2 separate regions of the Rattus norvegicus genome follow, and region 1 is linked to region 2. Evidence: chromatin contacts called from public Hi-C data. All regions are on one chromosome and are shown on one strand. The core of a region is the stretch at or near the end of the contact, and the rest is flanking DNA. Distances in the headings are between cores, read along the strand shown. Region 1 has its middle 170 kb from the start of Slc30a8. Region 2 has its middle 50 kb from the start of Hmgn2l3.

Region 1 (4,475 bases), core at 937-3,436, 290 kb after region 2:
GCCCTGTTACCCTGTGTCTCTCAAGCACAGACACACACTTCTTTCTATGGAAGCACAATCACAAGGAAGAACAGTATTGGAGACTTAGTGCAAGGTTCATGTTTGTTAAAGCAATGCATTGCACTTATGTTTCCTTGGCTGAGATCTGTTGTGCTTCATGGGTCTTAAGAGTGATGAGAAGGAAGATACCTGTATCGGTTAGCCCCGCTTGCAGCCAGTAAAGCTCAATAAATATTGAGTCAGGACATGCACTGTTAGCTGAAGCCTGGACCTGCAGAATGTGTTCACAGTATATCAGTGCGTAGACAATGTATTCCGTTCTCATCCTTTAGAACCTAGATGTTTAGCCATCTTCTGTTATCCCGCCTTGGTTTTTTTTTTAATGTTGATTTGTGTGTTTTTAGAATGTCACAAAGACACAGGAAGATCAGATAAGTCTCCCTTGCTCCCCTCTTCTCTCTCTCTCTCTCTCTCCCTCTGAGTGTGCGCAGTGTGTGTCTGTCTGTCTGTCCATCCATCTGTCTGTCTATCTCTCGTTCCATCTTTTCTTTATTTGAATACTCATGGTACTATTAATCACAGAAAACTCCCAAATTGTATGTCAAAAGTACCTCCAAGGATTGTGCACACATTTCATTCAAAGCATTTTTATGATGCTTTCTATGGAGCCATCAATTTAGTGCTTGCTGATTTGTCCTGAGCAACTTCTACCCTAGTTTTACCGAGGTGTCTATTAAAATGCCTTGAAATATAGTGTATGCAGTCAAATCCAAAATGTGTAATAGAAACAAACACAACGGAGGAATTTATTAAGGAGAGAAAAGTTGATCCCTTAGTTCTGTGAAGATTCCTTCACCCTAACGCTGTATATCAACCAGACATTGTTTTATGCAAAGCCTATCATGCATGAAGCCACTCAAACGGGTGAGCTGATGAATGATGCAAACTTACAGTTTTGTGCTATTTGAGCATTATACATCGAGAGTCAACATTAACTGCCTGCCTACTGCTCTACTCACCGGCCACTCATTCTTTGGACCTGCCCCAGACAAAGGTTAGAAAGTCATTTGTGAGTCAGCAGGTTTCTCACTCCATGTATGCAAAAAAATCTCCAAATACCTCTCTGCGCCTCCTTATAGGTTACTGACTGTGTCCCCTTGTATGACCTAACCCTCGAGTTTTGTAATTGTACAAACTTTGTAATTTTGTAATACTACCCTCTTTTACTGCCATCAGAATGATCTGTCTATAAAAGCTGGCTAGGACCAGGGCTCTGCCTTTTACTTGAACTTTCACAGCTCTCCACTGACAAAGGAAATTCAGGCAGAAGTGTTTTTGTCACGGCACTGAGGAGACTGTCTCAATCTGGTCCTGGCTTGCTGATCCACTGCCCACATGCCTGGCTTCACATTAGCCAGACAACTTCTTCCTTCACAGCACCCTGTCCTACCTCAGTTGCAGATAATTCTAATCTCTAGGTTAGACACTAGGTTGGGACTATCCTATCCCGACTCTTTGCCTGTCCCATTCCTAGTTGTCCCTACTCTCTCTGTATTCTTTATCGCCTACGACTGAGAAGAGAACATGCCCTGTATCCACCCTTCCTGCATCAACTATCACTCTTCTATTGTGCCTTTTCAACTCTCTGGTACCTAAACAGATTTCTTGAAGGGCCTGGATATGTCTCACCCATGGTTGTGTTCCTGGCACCTAATTCACGGTGGGAACTACGTACACATTTAATGGAAGAGAAAATGAATGAGCAGAGACAAGCGTGGCAGACAACCAGGTGTGTTTATCAGAGGCAAGTTTATTGACCCACCACACTAATCCTAGGAGAAACTACAATTCCCAGCCAGGGGCATATTTAGGACTCCTTTCTGTCAGTTTCCGGGATTACTGGGCTGGGTAAGTTAAAAGATATTCAGACCACCTTGAACTAACGAGACTCTGCATCTTGCAGATCCACTTACAGGATCCAGCAGGACAGTTTCTGTAGCCACCCACCCTGACAGAGGTGGCCATGGGAGAACCGTATCCAGGATTGCAATTAGAGCTAGAGGAGAAGAGGAGGAGACAGGGGTCAGTGAACTAATCAATAATCAGCAACTCCTCCCCCACATCTGCCAGGAGTCAGGAGGGAGGCTGAAGCTGTTTGCTTGACAATGGCTCTCCTCTTAGGTGGTGCGCTTCTGCCATCTAGTGGCCGTTTCACACTTTGCAAGAATGCCGTCAACAGACAAGCTTTAATGCAGTGCTCACCCCTGGAAAAAACTCACCAGGAAGATCCACAGTGATTTTGGGGGTCTCTTTGTCAGTGACATCTAAGAGAGAGTATTGATGGGTGCTGACGAGAAAATGAATCTTTCATCATGGTATCAGTCAATTTCCCTCTCCCTCTCCCTCTCCCTCTCCCTCTCCCTCTCCCTCTCCCTCTCCCTCTCCCTCTCCCTCTCCCTCTCCCTCTCCCTCTCCCTCTCCCTCTCCCTCTCCCTCTCCCTCTCCCTCTCCCTCTCCCTCTCCCTCTCCTCTTTTCCCAAATGGTTCGAAATGTGTTGCAAACACTGCCTAGAGATTTTCTTTTTCCCCAGCAGCAAACTGGGTAATTGCAAAACAGAAAGGAAGAGCTGAGAATGGTGTAGCTGAGACATGCCAAGACAGTCAGAAATGACAGTGTGGAGACTTAACAAGGGAAACATTTCAGGGACCAAGGCTGACAGGAGATGAAACTGCCTCAGGCTCCCCAATCCCTCAGGGAAACTGGCAATCTTATTGCTTTCTTCTTCTTCTTTTCTTCTTCTTCTTCTTCTTTTTTTCATGGTGCCCCAAAGGTAATTCATTAAAATATTAATAGCTTCTGTTTGCTCTGGGGCAGTGAACTGGGACAGATCCAGCTGTACAGGAAACGAACTATATGGGGAAGATATAGATTTTGACCACGCACACTCTCTGCCCAAGAAAATCCATTCTGAAGTGATTTGGAGACAGCCAGGAAGGAGCTAGCCTAACCTTCAGCAGCAATATTTGCAGATAAATGGCTTCAGGCACAAAGTATATCACACATATATGCATTAAGCATTAATACGTGTTCAGTTGTCATGATATAAGATTAATATAGTATGTTTCATACATGCTTATTGTTAACGTGTACAAACATTAAACTTTCAGTAACCCTCACCGAAATAACCAAGCAATGAGGGCAAGAAGTTTTAAAAGATAGTGTAAAGGTTTTCAGGTTATATATTTACAATGCCTTCTTTTGAAACCATCCAATTCTGTACATAGTGTAGCTTCCCACAACTGTAATGCAACCCTCTGATGAAACTTGATAAGCACAAGTGTTTACAAACATCATTTAATCATCTCCTAAGACTCTGGTCTTTTTTTTTTCTACATTTGAGGCAGGTTTGCTGTGTTTAGATAAATGTGTAAATGTTAAGTTAGGCTGTGGTTACTGTTTAAATCTATTGCTAAATCACACACACACAGACACACAAGCACACACACAAACATACATAAATACACACCCTTTCCAAGGAAACTCTTATGTTTGAAATATTTGTCTCATTGGATCAACACAAACTTATGATATTAAAACTACCATAAGGCTAACAATTGCCTGATGAATAAGATTTATATTAAGCATGTTAAATAAAATCTCAGATCTGATATTTACACAGTGTGTGGTGGTTTGAATATCTTGGCCCGTGGGATGGGGCACTACTAGGATGTGTGGCCTTGTTGAAGTGGATGAGTCCTTGCTGGAGAAGGTGTGTCACTGAGTAGGCAGGCTTTTGAGGTTTTCTCCTGTGCCCAGACTCTGCCCAGTGTGGAAGAGAGCGTCCTCCTGGCTGCCTGTGAAAGACAATCTCTTTCTGCTTCCTTCCATCAAGATGTAGACCTCTTGGTTTCTCCAGCACCAAGTCAGCCTGCACTGTATGCTGCTATGTTTCCCTTCATGATGATAATGGACTAAATAAACCTCTGAAACAATAGCCAGCCCCAATTAAACGTTTGCCTTTATAAGTTGTCTCAGTCATGGGGTCTTTTCACTGCAATAGAATCCAAACTAAGATATTGCATTCATAAAATAATACTCTGGGCCTCTAATGTGCATGCATCTATCTATCTATCTATCTATCTATCTATCTATCTATCTATCTATCTATTGTGATAGAGATGATACAGATAGAGATAAAGAGAGATGGAAAGAAGGGATCAGTGAGATGGCTTATCAGGAAAGTCATTGCAGGGCAAGCCTGGTAACCTGACTTTGATCCCAGGGCAAACCAGGTAACATGCATATCCACATTTGCCTAGAATGTACACATGTGCACTTAGTAATAATAATAGTAGGAGTAGTAATTTAAAATGAATTAAAACAAGAACATATGTTTGCTGTTAGAAAAAAATTACCTATGTTATCTTTCAATTCCAAATAATATTGATAGTATTCATGTTTTAAAATCCAGGTC
Region 2 (4,533 bases), core at 1,897-4,396:
TTCCTCCAAACTCTTCCACAAACTCTGAGCTCCATCTAATATTTGGCTGTGGGTCTCTGCATCTGTTTTCACTGGTTGTTGGGTAGAGCCTCTTAGAGGACAGTTATGCTAGACTCTTGTTTGCAAGCATAACAGAGTATCAGTAATAGTGTCAGGGACTGGTTCTTGTCCATAGAATGAGATTGATTAGCCATTCCCTCTGTCTCAGCTCATCTTTATCCCTGCACATTTTATAGGTAGGAGTGTGTCTGGCTTACACGCACACACACACACACACACACACACACACACACACACTGATGTTAAGTAACAGTAGTCTCAGAGGCTGTCCTGGCTGGAGCTGGCCACTGTCATGCTTTGTCATGACTTCCTTTTGCAGTCCTACTTTGGGCTGCAGTCTCTGGGAAAGCACTGAATGTCTATTAAAATGTCATCCCACAATCTCCTGGCATCAGGCATGGGATCTCTTAGAGTCTTGTTCTTCCTCTGTTCTGCTGTTGGTACTTCTAACACTTGGAATAGAATAATAATAGATTATTTTGTATTAATTTTGGGTTACAGATGAGACATTTTATAGGATAACTTACTTTATATGAACCAGTTTAGAGAGTGTTGTTGAATGTCTAGGATCACATTAGACACTTTATAAAATATAAACGATGGATAGTATAAACTGTTCCTTAGGTAGCTAGATTTTGACTGGGGAAGATAGGTTTATATAGGTGGGAACCAATTAGAATAAGGAATGCATGTATACTATATTCCCAGTTAGTATAGAATGTGAACTCTAGGTCTTAGTGAGACCACCTTGCATAGTTTGGATCTTGACTGTAGCAGTCACAAGTAGGGAGAGTTCAGGGCTACCAGAATTCAGAAGTGGGCATCGATAGGGTCTTCAGTGCCTAAGGGAGGCTTCTCAACAAAAGCTTAAGTGGATTTATGAGGCCCAGTGGCCACTGAATGAACAGAGAATTCAAGGAGGTCAGCTTAAGCCAGGCAATCATAGAGTCACAAAACTGAGGGGAGAGTGAGGAACATCAGAATAGAAGGCATTCTTGGCAGGGGAAGACCTCTAGTTGGGTGATAAAGATGATATGTCAAAGAATGACCAGTGTTTAGAATGCCTTCACTGATAAGCAGGGGGTATTTGAAGAGGATTCTGTAATATGTGGTTCCCATTTCCCCTTATAGAAAGCTATTCCAATGACACTGTGTGACAGATTCCCACAAGGCACTCAGAGGTTTCCATGGCTCTCTACTTTTCAGCTATATTTTGATACACATCAGAGAGAATTCATAGTGGTAAGGCAAGCTTACAAATTTTTTGTTTAGTACTTAATTTAATGAATATAGATCAGCCAGCTTTATACTCTAGGCAGTAATCTATGATAGAGACACGGCCCTCAGCGAGCTTCTGTTCTTCGGAGGCTAATGAATCACAAAGTGACAGTTGCAGCGTTAGAAAATCTGACACAGGAAGTCTGGGGAGAAGGTGAGCCACCAAGATGGACGCTGTTAGCAAAGGAAGTGGCTCAAATTGGGAACAAGTGAGTAGCACCATCACCACTCTGAAGAGATGGAGGCGAGTGCTTGAAGCAGAAGGTAATAATAGCTCACTCAAAGCGCTGGATGCTGCAGCCATGGCCTAGGGCTCATGTCTGCTTTCTGGACTGTTGCCATAAGCAACAGGGACTTAGTGTGGAAGGAAGGTCAGGACTACACGGGGCTGTGAAGCTACACACCGAAGCTGTTTGTGCGTAGTAGGGGTGCTATTATTTGAAAAGGAGTATTGGAGAATCCATCCAGTAAAGGGTCCTGGGAACCAAGAGGCAAACTTAGGACCTTTTTTTTTTTTTGATAAACTAACCAGTCTGAGAGGACATTAAGAGCAGATGATTCGTTCAATAAACCAGCAATTTGGTTTGAAAGAGAAGACCCCAACTTCCTCAGGGACGGCGGCTTCCTTGCAGTGTGCCGCAGCAAGGAGTGGAGCAAACATTGCTCTGGGAGCAAATGCGGGGTGCTTTTCAGAGAACAGGTTTCTCTTTGGGGTATAATTATTTGGCCCACTTAATAGAAATCGTAAGCAGGCCAGCCCGTGAAAAATAGGGCTCGCTCCTCGTTTTAGCAGAGCTTGAACAAAGGAAACTTAAAATCAATTAGAGGGGAAGAGGAAGCCTATTTCTGTCCTTCTGGAGACAAAAGATGAAGCACAATTGGTTAAAATTCAGAGGGCTAAAAATCTCTTGGGCGGTTGGGGGAAGTACTAGAGAACTGCCGCGGAGACACAGATCCAAACGCAGTCTTGAGCTGCCATCTAGTGTTGAGAAGGCTGCTAACACGCCAGGCCCAGCTGCTGTTTCTGCCCTCCAGCTCCAGGCTTTTGGGTTTCAGAAGATTCATTAAATTACTATTTATTATTATTGTTATGATGATTATTATAAAATAATTACTAAGTTAAACAGGGAGTTCAACACTCCGCGTCCCCCAGGAGTTAATTTTCCTAGCGACAGCATCCAAGTTCTCAGTATTCAGTTGCCTCTTGTTCGAAGGAGCAAGGTTTAATCCTTTGGCAATCTAACTAGGAGCCAGTTCAGCTCCGACTGGACCACAGTTTGACCTTTGCAACCGTGTTGAAGGTGGCAGCCTGGATCATTAACCTTGTGGAAGGTCCTGGTCTATCTGTAGGTGCAAGACTCCTCCTGAAGGGAGATTTCACGGTGAAATGCTGTCTAAAGCTTGTAAAGAATGGTTTTGTTTTCTCACCAAGCTCTTGTTTTATTGAATCGAGGTCTCTCATATTGGGAAGATAATTGGCAATCCAACAAATTACCTTTATTTAATTAAACAACTAATTTACTGCCAATCTGATATTGATTAGAGGCCCTGACTGCCAATTACTTTTCTCACCCCTGTCCTGTTACTAGAAATTACAAACCTTAACCAGGCTTAGCTAATATTGTTTGTAGCCCAAACCCAGCAGCTTTGATGTTCCACAGCTGCTGGGTCTCACTGTGGAGAAGCAGGCGATGCCCGTGAGGCTTTGGAGATGCTTACTGCGGACTGCCAACTCCCACGCCCACTCTGAAGCACGACTCTGGAGCCCCTGACCTAGATGACTGACTCTGAGTGACTGCAGTGTCCTCCTGTGCCACAGCCTCTGCTCTCAGCAGCAGGTCTTTTCAAACAGAGCTGTATCGTGAGTAAACAACCCCGAGAGGAGCCATCTGCTAGTTTCACATTTGGACACGAAAGCGAACCTGATCTTACAGACCTTTCCAGACACCTGGTGGCCCCACGATCCCCCCCAGCCCCCACCTCGTCCCTGTAACGCTTTACTCTTTTGTAAGGAGAGAATACGGGCATGTTTTCCCTCTCCCTTTTAAAAGCTGGCAGAGGAAAATAATCCTTAGAATGAAAGCTGGCTTTTGCTGTATAGTGACATCCTGTGACATGTGGTGGTATCTGAAAAGCCGTGGGACTGAGCAGGGGATGGGCTGGAACACATTCCTGCCAGCACAGGGCAAGATCAGGGGAAGTTGCTGTGAAAGTCCCGCTCTGAATCTTCTCTTAGGTGGAGCAGATCGACAGGGGAATAAACAAAAGAAAATTTCAGACCTTATTACTGCAGATGCTGGAGTTAGGTGGTGTTCTGGAGAATTAAGGGTTGGGGAGACCCCTCTGAGCCATTCGATGAGCATTCTTCTATTTCCCTAAACATCCCTGTCGTCTTTAGGCCACTCCTGTGTTCTTTTCATCTCCTTGGTCAGTGACCAGAAAAACACAAACACGATTTAGGGAGATTCAAGTTCAGTGCTCAATACAAAAAGGCATACAGCAAAAGCGTAGCACACGGTAGGTGGGCAAGAATTCTTTAACCGAATCAGTGCATTAAAGAGTGAGTGTCAGAATGTTTGATGAGACGAACAGTCGACTGTATCAATAAATCAGGAAAGAGAGTAACATTTATCTAGTGCTTAATCAGACCCCTTTGTTCTAGCCAAGTCATCTCCTTGGAAAAGACTATATTAAAGATCTCCCGAGAGAAGTGGAATGAGTCCAGAAGGCTCTGGAACCGACAGAAAGCTGTGTCCTCTCCTCAAGGTCTTTCTCTTTTTTTGCTTGTCTGCTTTGCTCTGCTCTTTCTGCACCGGTTTTTCTTAATCTCCACTTCATGTACCTGTCTGCTCATAAATTATGCCTGGCCGTGACTTTGCCGCTTGCCACAGCAGCAAAATGGACATTAGCTTCTTTTGACTTTCTTGTTCATTGTTAAATATCTCAGCCCCCACCCCTTTAAATGTATATTCTAGAAAGAAGACCTTGATGGGCCCAGCTTGTCAATGTATTTACGTTTGAGCCAGGCTATTAGGTCTTGGCTAACAACTGGCCTATGGGACACTTGCTTTTGTTTGGGCTCCACTGTTGGGCTCATTATTTTGGGTAAGTAGAAAGTAGGATCACAGGTCACTGGCATGACACTCGGCCATCAAGAATTGTGAGAGGACAGGTTGTCTTTGGAAGGGACATGCA

Evidence for each region. A called contact is a pair of places that touch in the nucleus more often than the background predicts.
Region 1: a contact with region 2 is called in a Hi-C map of liver, with 10 times the contacts expected there. The contact joins two enhancer-like sites. A contact is called at or near these places in 10 of 12 Hi-C or Micro-C datasets (the A7r5 cell line, the Rat2 cell line, Schwann cells and 6 more).

What each region holds. Positions count from the first base shown.
Region 1 is chr7:85,647,250-85,651,724 of GRCr8, forward strand. No RefSeq gene overlaps it. Among named protein-coding and RNA genes, the nearest start is that of Slc30a8, 170 kb to the left of the region's middle. Within about 2 kb of position 2,187, at least 6 of the 93 cell types and tissues checked have an H3K27ac peak or open chromatin away from gene starts, as enhancers often do. A contact at or near this core is called in hepatocytes and liver, where this site is marked.
Region 2 is chr7:85,358,410-85,362,942 of GRCr8, forward strand. No RefSeq gene overlaps it. Among named protein-coding and RNA genes, the nearest start is that of Hmgn2l3, 50 kb to the right of the region's middle. Within about 2 kb of position 3,147, at least 15 of the 93 cell types and tissues checked have an H3K27ac peak or open chromatin away from gene starts, as enhancers often do. A contact at or near this core is called in hepatocytes and liver, where this site is marked.